Linked DNA regions of Pan troglodytes: region 2 is linked to region 1. Evidence: chromatin contacts called from public HiChIP or PLAC-seq data. All regions are on one chromosome and are shown on one strand. Each heading gives the region's core, a stretch centred on a gene start, on an enhancer-like site or on the middle of the called end of the contact. The rest is flanking DNA. Distances are from core to core; before and after follow the strand shown.

Evidence for each region. HiChIP or PLAC-seq counts read pairs in DNA pulled down with a chosen protein or histone mark.
Region 2: an H3K4me3 HiChIP or PLAC-seq map of stem cell-derived excitatory neurons shows a contact between it and region 1, with 4 times the contacts expected there. The contact joins the promoter of CCDC25 here to the promoter of CHRNA2 in region 1. A contact is called at or near these places in 2 of 7 Hi-C or Micro-C datasets (induced pluripotent stem cells and stem cell-derived neural progenitor cells) and 1 of 1 datasets of contacts at active chromatin or transcription factors (stem cell-derived excitatory neurons).

The regions. Positions count from the first base shown.
Region 1 is chr7:35,811,432-35,819,187 of NHGRI_mPanTro3-v2.0_pri, reverse strand. It overlaps CHRNA2 (cholinergic receptor nicotinic alpha 2 subunit), which reads left to right and starts at 2,717. Exons shown (of 6, transcript NM_001033935.1): 1 at 2,717-2,789; 2 at 3,799-4,019; 3 at 4,385-4,429; 4 at 6,424-6,533. The coding sequence starts at 2,717.
Region 2 is chr7:36,120,362-36,128,117 of NHGRI_mPanTro3-v2.0_pri, reverse strand. CCDC25 (coiled-coil domain containing 25) reads left to right here and starts at 4,626. Exons shown (of 8, transcript XM_063816969.1): 1 at 4,626-4,764. ESCO2 (establishment of sister chromatid cohesion N-acetyltransferase 2) reads right to left here and starts at 4,574. Exons shown (of 14, transcript XR_010159463.1): 1 at 2,661-4,574; 2 at 1,702-1,770; 3 at 94-901. LOC112204240 (U6 spliceosomal RNA) reads right to left here and starts at 3,623; the gene lies at 3,522-3,623.

The DNA.
Region 1 (7,756 bases), core at 1,468-3,967:
ACTAGATAGAAGTCGTTTCACAACTTCATGAATAATAATTCTGATTCTCTCATACCCGGTGGTTTACTTTTATTTTTATTTTCTTTTTGAGATGGGATCTTGCTTGTTGCCCAGGCTGGAGTGCAGTGGCAAGATCATAGCTCATTGCAGCCTTGACTTCCCCAGGCTCACACGACCCTCCCTTCTTGGCCTCCCCAGTAGCTGAGATCACAGGCACGCGCCACTATGCCCAGCTAATTTTTGAATTTTTTGTAGAGACGGGGTGGGGGGGTCTCACTATGTTGCCCAGGCTGGTTTTGAACTGCTGAGCTCAAACACTCCTTCCATCTTGGCCTCCAAAAGAGCTGGAATTACAGGCATGAGCTACTGTGCCCAGCCCTTGGTTTATATTTTTAAAGCCACTTTTACCCTTATTCTTTCTTTAAAAGTTGTGGCTAAATACACATAACATAAAATTGATCGTTATTGGCATTTAGTACAATTCGAACAGTGTGCAGCCATCACCACTATCTAGTTCCAGAACATTCTCACCCTTCCAAAGGAAATCCTGCACCCACTAGCTGTACCGAGAGCCATTGTTATCTCCCTAGGCCACATACACGATGTGTCCCTGAACACGAGGCCTTGCTCTTCTCTCCATAAGGGGGGCTGCTTCAAAAAACGCTAATTTGAATGTGTAAGCTTTTAAGGCAATAATGTTATTTTAGTGATATATATATATATTTTTTAAATCAAATACTCTATAAAATAATATTTTAAAATACTGCTTTTCCCAATTTTCTCAATTATGAAACATTCATTTCATATGAAACATTATATTTACCCCATCTTTGACATCTGTGTCCTTCTGGTCACTAGAACCCTTTGTGTATTGATTCTCCATGTTTGGCAAATATCACTGTCACCACAGTCAAGAGGGGTAGCTGCTGCTTCTTAATCCATGAGGTGTTTGTTTATTTTTTAATAATAACTTTGTTTGAGATAAATTCAAATATCATAAAATTCCCCCATTTAAAGTGTGCAATTTGGTGAATTTTAGTATATTCACACATCTGTGTAACATCACACCGTCTAGTTCCAGAGCTCTCTTATCCCCTCTAATGGAAACTCAGTGATCATTAAGCAGTCACTTCCCATCCCTCCTTCCCGCTGCCCCTGCAACCACTAATCTACGTTCTGTCTCTATAGATTTGCCTATTTTGCATATTCCATATCAATGGGATCATACAATGTGTAGGAAAAACCACAAACTGTTTTTCTCTGCTCTCACCCCACAACAATCAACACGGAAGACTTCTGTGACCCCCCAAAGATGTGGGGATTTCTCCTCACCCGCAAGCAAGCTGTCAATTCTGCAGCAGAGATCAGCTGGGTGCCTTCTAATTCAATTCAGACACCATCCATCTGGAGACAGCTCAGATCCCACACATCGGGGGCTCAGTCCCCAACACTGCCCCCCAATGTCAATGCCGATCACAAGTCCTAGGTTGTTTTACCTGTGCTTCTAACCCACTGGCTATAAATTGGGGTTCCCATGACCCCCTCCCTGGGTTCAACTAACTTGCTAGAGTGGCTCACAGAATTCAGGGAAACACTGGTTTACTAGCTTATAAGAGATAGTGTAAGATACAGGTGATGAGATGCATACGGCAAGGTTTGGGAAGGGGCACGGAGCTTCCATGCCCTCGCTGGGCTCATCACCCCTCAGGAACCTCCAACGTTCTGCTATTTAGAAGCTCTTCAAAACCTGTCCTTTCAGGGTTTTATGGAGGCCTCATTATGCAGCATGATTGATTAATCCAGTGGCCATTGGCGATCAACTTAACCTTTATCTCCTCTCCTGTCCCTGGAGGTTTGAGGGGTGGGGCTGAAAGTCCCAACCCTTTAAAGCCTGTCTTTGTCTTCCTGTGACCAGCCCCATCCTGCAGCTGCCTAGGGGCTGCCAGCCACCAGTCATGCAAAAAGATATCATTTTGGAGATTCCCAGTATCTTAGGAGTTGTATTCCAGGAAATAGGATTGAAGACCAAATATATTTTTTACAATATCACCTTCAGTATGTGGCTTTTTGCCACTGGCTTCTGGTACTTTGCACAATGCTTTCTAGGTTCCTCCATGCTGTAGCAAGTGTCAGCACCTCAGTCCTTTTTATGGTGGCATCATGTTCCGTTGTAAGGATTTACTGCCCTTTGTCCATCCATTCATCAGCTGATGGACATTTGTTTGGACAAAAGGCTGTTTCCACTCTTTGGATCTTGTGAATAGTACCCTGATTCTTTTATTGACCACTCTTTGCAGTATGATTATCCCCATTTTATAGATGACCACTGAGGCAAAGCAATGGGGACCTCAGTCCCATCCTGTGCCCTCCTTTGCCCAGTAGGTCAGGGCTGGTCTCAGGGCAAAGTCGCTGGCTGACTCTGGAGAAAGAGGAAGAGGCCGATTCCTCAATAAGCCAGGGAGAGCCCAGGAGCACTTAACTGCTGAGAGGCCTGCTGAGGGCCTTTTGCTCTCATTTCATGCCTGTGTGGAGCACGAGAAACAGAAATATGCCTATGTCAAGGATGCATGACCCTAAGAGCCCTTTCTTGGGCTTGCTCAGATTCGGTGGTGAGAGGAAGCCTCGCAGAATCCAGCAGCAGCTCTGCTGGGGACATGGTCCATGGTGCAACCCACAGCAAAGCCCTGACCTGACCTCTTGATGCTCAGGAGAAGCCATGGGCCCCTCCTGTCCTGTGTTCCTGTCCTTCACAAAGCTCAGCCTGTGGTGGCTCCTTCTGACCCCAGCAGGTGAGTGTTTGTCACCTGTCATTGTAAGACTTCATCTCATGCCTGTGGGCTCACAAACTGTAGGAAGGAGTCTGCAGGTGGGTGTGTTGCAACCGTCAAAGCTGCAGGGGACTTCAGAGGCTATCAGCCGGGTGGCTGTTTCCACTGGGAGAGGTGGAGGGGCAGTCACAGCTCTGACGTTAGCATCTGTGTCACCTTAAATGTCCCCAAGCTTCAATGTCCTCAGCTGCAAAACGCAAATAGTGTTGTGTACCTCCCAGGCCTATTGTGAGGATTAAACGAAAGTTTGTGACCAGAATCCGGGATACAGGAGGCACTCGGGACACAGCGCTTTCTGTCCCAGATGGTGCTGACACGTTTTTCTGGGATTTGGAGCTGTAGTTCTCGACTTGCTCGGACAGCAGAGCCCTGAAGGGGTGAAGCTGTTTGCTGAACACAGTGAAAACTGACATGAGCGATGCCATAGAAACATTTTGAAAAGCTTTGTTTATCTGATAGGAAGTGGCAAATGCCCATGGTTTAAGAAAAAATTGGGGAGCTTCTCAAAGTGGTCCATTTCCCTGTTAGCATTAATGGTTCATCGGATAAGTGGGTGGGAACGGGAGACTGCTTACCCTGGCCAGGCTCACTGCAATGCCAGAGCCCTTCTCCCTGCAGCCCCCCACGTAGACCAGGCGTCTCTTCCACTTCCCTGTCCCCCTGGCACTCCTCCATATGGGGCTGAATCTTGTCTCTAGATTCAAGTTTCCCCACTTCCCTGCCTCTGCCCCTGCCCCTCGCCACCTGCAGCACTAGTTCTCACTCTTTTCTTCTCTAACATCACAAAACAAACAGCTGACCTTTCCTGAGCTCCGACCCCGCAGCCTGCTCATGCTGTGCTCAGCTCTGATAGACATTATCATCTGCCATCTTCAACAATGTGTAGAGATAGGTTCTGGATAAGCATCTCCATTTTACAGATGAGCAAACTGAGGCTCAGTGAGGCTGAGTGGCTCTGATTTGATGGCAGGTGGAGAGGAAGCTAAGCGCCCACCTCCCAGGGCTCCTGGAGACCCACTCTCCTCTCCCAGCCCCACGGCATTGCCGCAGGGAGGCTCGCATACCGAGACTGAGGACCGGCTCTTCAAACACCTCTTCCGGGGCTACAACCGCTGGGCGCGCCCGGTGCCCAACACTTCAGACGTGGTGATTGTGCGCTTCGGACTGTCCATCGCTCAGCTCATCGATGTGGTGCGCCTGTCTTCCCACCGCTGGCCCCGAGGAAGGAGATCCCAGACCACTCACCGCTTTCCCCCTGCTCCTTCCTCTACCCACAGCAGTGACTTGGGGTGGGGGTGGGGATGGCTCTTCCCAGGGCGGCTACACTCTCCCCTCTCCCAGCTCTGGAGCTCCCTCCTAGGAGGGCATTGATTGGCAGCAGTGCCTGTGTGACCCTGGAGAATCTGAGTAAGGGTGGCAGGTTTCAGAGTGGGTGGTGGGCGGGCTGGGCTTGGGGTGTCCTATCAGAGGGTCTGAAAACAGCCCATCCCACTCCACCCTGTCTTCTGGGGCTGGGCCCACCCCTTTAATTGCTCCTCTGTCTCTCTCTGGGCCAGGATGAGAAGAACCAAATGATGACCACCAACGTCTGGCTAAAACAGGTGAGGGCCCCTCCTCCAGTCCAGGCGGCGGGTACCGGGAATCCATGGACCCCAGACCCCTCCAGGACTTCTTTGCTAGTGAAAGACCAAGGAACAGCAAGACCCTGAACTTAGTTTACCAAGCAGATGCCACATGGGATGTTCCCAAAGCTGACTTTTTCCACAGGGCCTGTGCTCTTGGTGGCTAGACTGGAGTCTAGTGCCTGAGAACATAGCCTCAGGCACTAGAAAGCCAAGTGGTGCTTTCCTGGGAACAGGCGTCTGTTCATCCCTGCTACTTCGGAATCCTCCCCAAAGCCCCACGGGGGGTTCATTCTGCCCATTTTACAGCTCAGGAGATCACGAAGCAGAGAGAAGCTGGGCTGGAAAAGGGGGCCCAGCTGTGCCTGACTCCGAGTCCCAGGCTCCTTCTATGGGAGAACGCTGAGTGCTTAATACCTATACTGCCACCCAAATACCCCCAAACTTAGAGGCTCACAGCAGCTCCCAGCTCACTGTATCTCATGGCTTTATGGCCAGGAGTTTGGGTGGTTTCTTCTGCTTCACATGGTGACCACTAGGGTTACTTTGTGATATTTGAGTGAGGGTTCATCTGGTCTGGAGGGTCTGAGACAGCTTAATTCACACATCTGTCCCTTAGCAGGGATGTCTGGAAGGCTCTGGAAGGTGCTGGAAGGTTCTGGAAGGCTGGACTCAGATGGGCCCTTCGCCCCCTTCAGGCACCCTCAGAGTCTCTCCAGCAGGGGAGTCAGACATCCTGCCTGGTGGTTCAGGGATTCCAGAGTGACAGTCCCAAGAGACAGGGAGTAAAAGAAACTGGGCCAGCATTGATCTTGTTGTATACTACTGGTCAAGACAGTCATAGAGCCCAGTTAGACTCAGGAAAGGGCACACAGATCCCGCTTAGGTCGGAGGCTTCCCTCCCTCTGATGCTGTAACCCAGGAGCTATTAGGGGGTCACTCATCTCATCTTTACAGATGTGACAGCTGAGGGCCAGAGGGAAGCAGGAACTTGGAAGCTACCCAGTCATGCGGTGTATGTGTGCAGGGAGGCAGGCCTAGAACCTGGGCTGCCACAGTTGTCCCCATGGGCGGGTCACCTGGGCTTCAGGGTTGGGGTGGCAGGGCAAGGAAGGAGTACTGGAGTTTGAGGCCAGTCAGCAATGCCTCTGATTAGCTTGTGATACTGGATGAGCTACGTAACCTCTCAGAGCCTCAGTTTCCTCATCTGCAAAATGAGGATAACACAACCTACTGCCACATGCCTGGGAGGATTAATGTACCCCAATTTGGTGTGGGTGCCTCAAAATGTTGGTTGGACCTGAAAACTTGACAGATGGACTACGGAGATAATACGAACCTGATGGAGGCAGGGGGACTGATTTGGACCTGCGTCGGTGGAGGCAGGGGTGGGGGCCAGACATCCCGTCTCTGGTGGGACTCCTGTGGGGCACTTGAGAGTGCAGTTTGAAGGTCCCCGGGTAACACCCCTGCCTCACTGTATGCCTCTGGCTGGTTGATTTTCCTGTCTCTGGGTCCTCAGTTTGCTCATCTGCTAAATGGGGAGATACTTTCACCTGTTCTGCATTCCCCGCTTGGCTCTCCCATGGAGGCTTTTCCTAGATGGAGAGCATAAAACAAACCATAAACTGTGATGCACTAAAAATGAGAGATTTCACTAGAGATGAGTGAGGTGGCCCACCAAGGTCGTCCAGCCAGGGATTGGCAGAACGAGGACTAGAGGCAGGACAAGGGTGAACTTCATGTGCCCGGGACCTTGACTACTAAAGTCCAGGCAAAGCGAGAAGGTTGGTTACTTGCTCAGAGCCCGTTCCCAGCACCGCAGCTCCCTCCACTATTCTGGGCTGGGTGGGGAGCCCTGGCTGCTCCAAGGGGGCTGCTTGGCCCAATTCTGGGCATCCCCGGGGTGTGCTAGCTTTGCCCTAGGCTGCTCCCTGGAAGCAAGGTTGACACAACTCCTTCCCCACACACAGGAGTGGAGCGACTACAAACTGCGCTGGAACCCCGCTGATTTTGGCAACATCACATCTCTCAGGGTCCCTTCTGAGATGATCTGGATCCCTGACATTGTTCTCTACAACAAGTAGGAAGCCATTGGGATCCTGGGGGGATGAGGGGAGGCCAACTTGCAGGGGCCGGGTCCATGGCCTTGGGAGGGGCACCCCTGGTGTCAGCTTCCTCGCCTCCTTCTCGACTGCTGTGCTGAGCATGTCTCCCCTACCTCTCTCTTTATTCCTTCATTTCTTTCCTTTTGTTCTCACTCTACACCAAAATGAATGGCAGCTGAGCACCTTTTAGGTATCAGTGCCTGGCACTGTGCTAGAGGGACAGAGATTTGTCCATACTGAGTATTCTTTGAAAAATTTGGTGCAGGCTCAAAAAACAATACCTTGGGGTTGGAGTTGTGAGGGGTGGCAGTGTTGTTCAGACAGGCAGGCAGCATCGGGCCAGCACCTTCAAAGGGCATGTGCTCACTTGGTATGCAGTTTCCTTTTTCCCAATCATGTTGTTTTGTAGTTGTCTTCAAGACTAAAAAGGAGTAATCTTTGACCACAATGACAAGAAGTTAATAGAAGGCAGAGGAGTCTAAAGAGAGCCCCAGTGGACAAAAATAAATCAATAAAAGATATTTTGATGGAATAAATAGACATCTATAATTTCATTTCTGTTTGGTATCAGGCAATTCTTCCCTTAGAAGTAAAGAAGTTAAAATGAAAAGATATTTGGTGTTATGTTCATCTAAAAAGGTTTTCTAAGGTGGGGCTGTAAGGAGCATGGCTTCTTTGAGTTATAAATAGGTAGAAAAAGGGTTCTGTGGTCAAGTAATTTTGGATAACATTGTATGTCATAACACCCACCCCCATCCCCACCCAAGTCCTTTGGAAAATGGCAGAGCACAATAGCATTTAAAAAAATGTTATTAGAAGTTCTGCAGCAAAGACACCCACCTAGCCCAGCATTTCCCGATTCATTTGATCCTACTTTGGAAATGCTATTTTTAAAGAATGAAATAAAAGGAAAAACAACCCATTTCTGGATTTTGTGTCTTCAGTTGGGTCAGATTTTTTTTTTACACTGTCCAGTTCTGGTCAGAACTAAACCCTTTCACCTAAGCCATTTTGGTGAACACATGTTCATCCTGGGTTCTTACACTGGCAGCTCTCACACAGCAGGTGCCTAGTGTTTGCAGCTGCTGCAGGACTCATGAACTCCCCACCCTGTCGTATTTCTGTGCCCCATAGCTGGCACCCAGGGTCCTTCTAGTTTCCGCTTCCTGTACATGTGGCAGAGGTCAGGAGCAAAGTC
Region 2 (7,756 bases), core at 3,377-5,876, 310 kb before region 1:
AAGCAGTCCAGAAAATAAAATTTTATTCAACTATGTCATTTATACTGAAGTTTTGTTATACAGCCATTTTTAAAGTGATATATTTAGCTTTACCTTTATTAATTTCTCTTTATTTTTACTGCTTGCACGCAGTAGTCCAATTTTCAATTTCTCTTCTAGGACCAAGCACTTTGGCACTTGCCTTGTCGCAAAAGTTTTTTTTTCACTGACAGTCTCTACATCAGAATCTTCAATGACTTCTGATTTACTCTTTTGGGTGCGTCCCAGTGATGGCTCATTTTCCAGGGACCATTTTCTAAGAGAAGATTTTTTTCTAACAAAAAATGCTGCTCCACCCTGGAGTGTAACTTGTGGTTTTATTTTTTGGCTCAGAACCCGAGGAGCATTGGGATTATTTTCAGCTGAATGACAATTATTTTCTTTCTCCACAATTGGCTTATAGATCACTCGATTTTGCTTGGAATTTCTAGAATTCCTTGACACAGGCTTGATGTGTCTATACTTTGGTTGATACTTAGCAGTTAAACTCTTCTGTGGTTTTTTGTTGTTCTTCTTGGAGCAGACTGGTTTTCCTTGCATTTTTTCTGTCACAATGGGAAAAGATTTATCTTCATCATTAGTTTTTAGACAAGTAGATCTACTCTCTTTTATCAGCTTTCTCTCCAGTGGATTGAGGTACCACTTATTTTGGTTGTAAAAAGATACAGTGGACAGCGCAGATTTAAATGGCGAGCCTTGATTTGCTGATGGCAGTCTATTTATTTCAGTTGTTTTGAGCGCACTTAAAACAAAATGCTCTTGTTGAGAGCAATGCAGGTTTTCTTCATTTTTATCACTGTTTTGATAAAAACAGTGCTTTTTATTAGGTGATGGAAACAGATTTTCAGTGAAGTGTAAAAGGCTATAAAAAGAAACAAAGTCCATTGATAAGATTATTTTGCGTCAAAATGTACGTAAATCTACTGCTAAGTAATAAGCTCTACTTGTAGGTCATATTAAAAACAATACATGTACCTCCATACACACAATTTTCTATTAGTTTAACAGTAGGATTCTCAAATTCTGTCTTTATCAAATAAAACATTCAAATATCTTCCCAAAGAGTTCATGAAAACAAATACTATATACAAAGAAGCTATGATAGACATATATACATGTATGTTTTAAAACCTATTTCTATGTGTTGGCCATATATAAATTATAGCTCATATATTTTGCTCTATTGTCTACAAGCCCCCTATAATAACTGTCTGTAATGAACTGACCCCCCCTGGGGCTTTTCCTGGGTAGAGTAATTAATATCTGAGTACACAGTCTTTCTAGAATTGTTTCCAGACAAGCATCTACTGTATGCAAAACACTATGTAAAATATTATAGGGGAATAGAAAGGAAAAAGGTAATAGCTGATTTGGTATATTTCCTAGCTATAGAAAATAGCTTTCTTCAATGTGCTGCTCCTATGTCAAAAGAAAAAAACAAAAACTAAAAAACAGCTTTGATTCCCTTGAAAAGGACTAAATAATTCATTATGAAAACTTAATGTATTTCCAAGCTGGAATTAGAATATAGGTTATCAGGTTATCACTGTAGCCACAAGGAGTAGGCTAGTGGAAGAACGAAAATTTTAGAAAATAGGAGAGAACAAGAGAGACAAGAAGGTGGATTTTTCTAAGAGTTTCTATTCACAGGCTGAGATTCACCTGTCACACTTCAAAGAATCCTGCTTCCTCTTCCTTGGAGTAAGAGCTGCCATTTTCTTTATTGAATTCCTAAAAGAAATGACAATAACCACATTCATCAAAATATTAAAAATCGCTTTATCAAAATTATACCCCCTTTAATTAGTCTATTTCACACCAAGTTAAAACCCTATTTTCTGGGAGGTCTTCCTCGACATTGCTCTCCTTCCACCCCTCTCAGGGTTACACGCGCTTGTTCTGCTTCCATGGCACCCTATATTGCCCTAATAGTCCATTTAAGACATTTTCTTCTTGTTTCCCCATCTCAACAGCCTTCAATGAAGGCAGAGACCGTCTGTAACTTTTCATCAGAGCCCAGCAGGAAAACGGGTGAAGCACAGTCCTCTGCCATTTTCCTAGCTGATGAGCCCGGAGCAAGCCGTTTGCTTCCCTTTTTATAAAAATCTCTTGAAGTCGTAAGGCTGCTGAAAACAAATGCTAGAATGCACGAGCAGGCGGCTACGTGGCTCGTCAGAGTTCATTTCCTTCCCCTTCCCTGGGATCAGGGAAATTCCCCCCAAAGCAGCACACAAGCGTTATTTCAAAGCTATTAATGAATGAACAAACTGAAAGGCCAGGGTCTCTGGGAATTCAGGTCGAGCTGCGGCTTAAGGGGGAACCCCTCTGGGGCTAAGCGAGGAAAGGTAGGAGAGGAAAGCGTCCCGACCCTGAACCCGGTCAGGGAAACAAACAAACAAACCCTAAACCCAAAACAAGGAAACGCCGGCGTCGGGAAGAGGGAAACCCGGAGCCTGTGAGCGCGGAGAACGAGTCAGTGGCTTCTTCGGTCTCGGGCCTGCGGACCTGCCGAGCGCCGAGCAGAAGCCCTTTCCCCGTGACATTCGCCCCCACGTTCCACAGGGTCTCCCGCTCGCCTCAGCCTTCCACAGCCCCCCGCCTCGGCCTACTCCAGAGGTTACCTGCGCCTCAGAGCCGGGCGAGCTCCCCTCAGCCTAGCCAGCCGCTCCGTGAGCGTCTTCAAATAATCGCGCGCCAGGCTAGGAGGAAGCCGCTGCGTTCCGATTGGCCACGGCTCAGCGCTTCCAGGGGCTGGCTCGGTGATTGGTGGAACACCAGCCCTTGCCCCGCCCACCCTGGTGGCTGTTTCCAAGATTCTCGCGCCCTGGTGAGGTGAAAAATCTCTGAGGGAAACCACGCACCCACAATCCCCTGCAGCACCGCCAGACTCCGTTCCCGGGGCCTTGTTTAGGTGCATTCTGGGAATTGTAGTTCTCGGTCTAGTTGAAGTTGAGATACATTCTGGGGTCACGGGGTAAGAAATTTTTGTAAAATGGCCTCTCCAGCCTGGCGACAGAGCAAGACTCCGTCTCAAAAATACATACATAAATAAATAAAGGCCTCTCCAAGATTCTCGATGCACTTATTTTTCACATTTGAAGCTTCATTGTTAGTTTCACTTTTTTTATTAGTAACTTTAGGTTTCTATTTATTTTATTTTTCAAATTAAAATATAAAACTTAACACCTGCTATGTGCCAGGCATTCTTAGATGCTTTACATGTTTTGTTTCATTTACTTCTCACCACAATCTGTAAGGTATTAATATCTATTGCCATTCCCATTTTACAAATAATACAACGGAGAACCCAAAACAATTGCTATTTACAGAACAGAGCTAAATTCTTACTTTGGAAAACCAGAAAGTTCCTAAAACGGTTATTGTTAGCTATTGTTGCTATCTTTGTGTCACCAGCTCCTGGTACAGTGTTTCTGGCACATTTTTAGTTTCAAATAAGTTTAGAGTTTTATGTTTATTTTTTCAAATTTAATTTTCACAAATTTGTATGTCATCCTTGAGCAGGGGCCATGTTAAAGTTCTCTGTATCATTCCAATTTTAGTATACATGCTGTCAAAGCAAGCACGTAAATAAATTTCGTTAAGTGACGCCCTCAATTTCATAGAATGAAGTCAGTGACAGTGATGTAAGGGTGTCAGTTTAAAAGGAAAAGGCTGAGGCAAAAAAAATGTCACTGAGGCAAAAAAAAGGTAGAGTTTGCTTGAGTTAAAGCGGGGACAGCTGCCCAGAAGATTCCAACCCCCCTCCCCCCACCGCCCTCCACCAGCAGGCTTGGATATGAGCTCTGTCTGGCCTTTGCTACAAGCAGGTTTTTAAAGACGAAGAAGGGGGGCAGGAAGTGGGCTGATACACAACTGTCAAGCATTCTCATTGATGTATAGAAACTACAAGCATCAGTGATTGGCTAGACATTGTTAAACTATAGGGTGTGGGTCATAGTGTCTTGTGTGGCAGTGTTAGGTTAGTAGGTAGCTACTTGTGGCAGAAGCAGGTAGTTTCAGTAGATGAATACATAGCTCAAGGGGGTGGTAGAACATGATGGGGTCTCATTTTAATGCCTCTCCAGACCTAGTAATTTAAAGGGACTCACATTCCTCAGATAAAAGTGCTTTCTCAAGAGAAATAATCAGGGCAAAGCCAAGTGCTGTAGGAGCTTTACATGAATATGATTATTCCTACTTTATAGCAGGAGGACCTCTGAGGTTCAGAGGTTTGGGATGGCAGGCCTTCGATTTAAGCCAGAACAAAGTCCAATCCCCAAGAGACATATTGTCCTGGTGAGTATCAGAAACAACTCGTTTGTGTGCTATGTTCTAAACTCTTGGCGCCCATTAACTCATTTAACCCTAAAAAATATCCCGTGAGTTAGCTGCTCTAGTATCATCTTCATTTCGCTGCTGAGGAAAGTGAAGCACAGACAGGTTAACTAATGTGCCCAAGATGCCCAGCCTCTTTCCCTTAACCCACAAATCATTGAACCAAACTCCTTGCCAGTACCCTTCGCCTCGCCAGGATTAAAAATGGCGCCCACGGCCGGCGCTATGACGCGCCCCGACGTCCGCCGGAAGTGCACGGAGGAGTTCCGGGGGCCAGGCGGCCGCCGCGAGTCGGCTATCCGGAGCTTCGTGAGTTGAGCGCTGCTGCTCCGCGGTGGAGTCACCGCACCGCTCCCAGGATCATGGTGTTCTACTTCACCAGCAGCAGCGGTGAGTGGGCGCCACGTCCTCCTAGACCCTGCTGGACAGCGGGCTCCGAAGCCGGGACCCGCAGTCCGCCGCTGCGCCTGACCCTCGCTCTAAAATGCCTCCTGGATGCGAGTGCCTCTTCCCGCGGCCTCTCGGTCCCCCAGCACATCCGTCCCTCCCACGGCTGCAGGATTTCCCCCCGCGTCCCCTCGTCATGGCGTGGGGGGCGCGGAGGGGCGATGCCACTGCTATATTTGTATCGGGGAGTTCTCGTCCCCCAATCGGAAAGACGTCCCGTCACTCCCTGGGATTGGGCAGAGCCTGTGGGCTCCTCCACACACCTTATCCCAAGTCTTCTTCCCACCTTCCATCTGCGGCCTTTGTTCTGGCTGCACCCTGGTAATTATCCCCTGTGAGAAAGGAGACACCTGCTAACAACTTTTTCTTAAGGGAAGTGCGACTTAACCTTTCAGGAAGGGGTTGTAGGGTCTGGGATGCAACAGAAAACAATAAAAAGACCCTGGAATGTCCACCCAGCCACTCCCCTGGCAGTTGATGTCCCAGATCTCAGAAGTGACCTATGGTAATACTTCTGACTTATCTTTGACAGATAAGGAAAGGGTGCCCTTCGTTCCCAGGAAATGCCGTGTCCCGACTTGGTTTCGTTCTGTTCCTGTTATTCCCCTTTCCTAAAATCAAGCCCCAGCTAATTCCCTTAAGACAGTTTTGGCCCATCTTTTCCAAGATGCCTTTCCTGATGCTAGCTCCTACCCCAAGATTGCTTAGCTATTCCTTTCCTGGGACCCACTTAACGTTCCAAGTATGCCTTTGGCATTGCACTTATCAAATGGTATTAAATGGTGTCTGCTTGAGCTAGAGTGTAAGTCCCTTGAGGGCGTGGACAGGATCTCTTTACAGTAGTCCCTACTTGTCCTGTATTTCGCTTTCCGTGGTCACATCACAAGAAGAAAAGGAGTGAGTACAGTACAATAAGATTTTGAGAGGGAGAGAGAGAGCAGAGTCACCTAACTTTTATTACAGTACGTTGTTATAATCGTCCTATTTTATTATTAGTTGTTGTCGATAATCTCTTACTCCACCGAATTGATACATTAACTTTATCATAGGTATACATGTATAGGGAATACCAGTAGCCATGCGTCCCTTAATGACAAGAATACATTCTGAGAAATGCTCCATTAGGCGGTTTCGTTGTTGTAGCAACACGGTAGAGTATACTTAAACCTGTGGTGTAGCCTACCACAAATGTAGGCTGTACAGTATACCGTTGCTCCTAGGGTACAAACTTGTACAGCACGTTGCTGTACTGAATGGCTGTAGGCAATGGTAACGCAATGGTGTTTGTGTATTTAAACGGGTCTCAACGTAGAAAAAGTGAGTTGCACCACACTGTTATGATGGCTACCAGGTCATCAGGCAATAGTGATCAGAATTTTTCAGCTTCGTTATAATGTTATGGGACCACCATAGTATGTGTGGTTTGTTGCTGACCAAAGCATCATTATGTGGCAAGTCCCTTTATATATGGAATTCAGTGTTGTCCTCGGTTTCAGGCATCTACTGGAGATCTTGGAAGACATCCCCCACAGATAAGGGGGGACTACTGTACTTGTTTCCCTAACGTAGTGACTGGCTAGTAGTTCTCAATAAATGCTTGTTGAATAAATGAATGCCATTTTTTTACTTACTTATAGCACTTTCTATTCTATTGCTACTCTATATGCTTGTTAAAGGTGAGTTTTTTGTTTTTGTTTTTGTTTTTTTTTTTTTTTTTGGAGACGGAGTTTTGCTCTTGTTGCCCAGGCTGGAGTGCAATGGCACGATCTCGGCTCACTGCAACCTCTGCCTCCCGGGTTCAAGCGATTCTGCTGCCTCAGCCTCCTGTGTAGCTGGGATTACAGGAATGCGCCACCAAGCCTGGCTAATTTTGTATTTTTTTAGTAGAGACGGGGTTTCTCCATGTTGGTCAGGCTGGTCTTGAACTCCCGACCTCAGGTGATCTGCCCGCCTCGGCCTCCCAAAGTGCTGGGATTACCAACATGAGCCACTGCGCCCGGTCTAAAGGTGAGATTTATTTTATTTATTTTTGAGACGGAGTCTTGCTTTGTCACCCAGGCTAGAGTGCAGTGGCACGATCTCAGCTTACTGCAACCTCCATCTCTTGGGTTCAAGCGATTCTGGTACAGCTAGGATTACAGGGACCAGCCAACATGCCTGGCTGATTTTTGTATTTTTAGTAAAGATGGGGTTTCATCATGTTGCTCAGGCTGGTCTTGAACTCCTGAGCTCAAGTGATCTGCCCACCTTAACCTCCCAAAGTGCTGGAATTACAAAAGGTGAGTTTTTGTTTTGTTTTGTTTTTTGTTTTTTTGAGATGGAGTCTCCCTCTGTCACTCGGGCTAGAGTACAGTGGTGTGATCTCAGTTCACTGCAACCTCTACCTCCTGGGTTCAAGCAATTCTACTGCCTCAGTCTCCCAAGTAGCTGGGATTACAGGCACACACCACCATGCCCGGCTAATTTTTGTATTTTGTTAGTAGAAACGGGGTTTCACCATGTTGGCCAGGCTAGTCTCGAACTCCTTACCTCAAGTGATCCACCCGCCTCAGCCTTCCAAAGTGCTAGGATTAAAGGCGTGAATCACCACGCTCAGCCAAAAGGTAAGATTTAAGTGAAACTAGTTCCACATTGTTTGTGTGGGTTTGAATAAGGCAATACTTTCTCTTTAGAAGTAAGATTGAGGCTCAGGGAAGTTGTAACTCACAGACCCTACTCTTCCACCTTCATCACACTGACATCTCCTTATTTTTCTCAGTAGTTTAGCCTTCCACAGTGTGTGCCATGAGCTATTTCTCTGTCTCTGTACATGTGGTTGTTTTACCCATATTATTAAAATTACTAGAAACAAAATTCAAAACCAGCCTGAAAAATCATATACCCTTATAGGCCTCTAAGCATTTTCGTCCTTGGCAACTCAGGCATCTCTTTATAA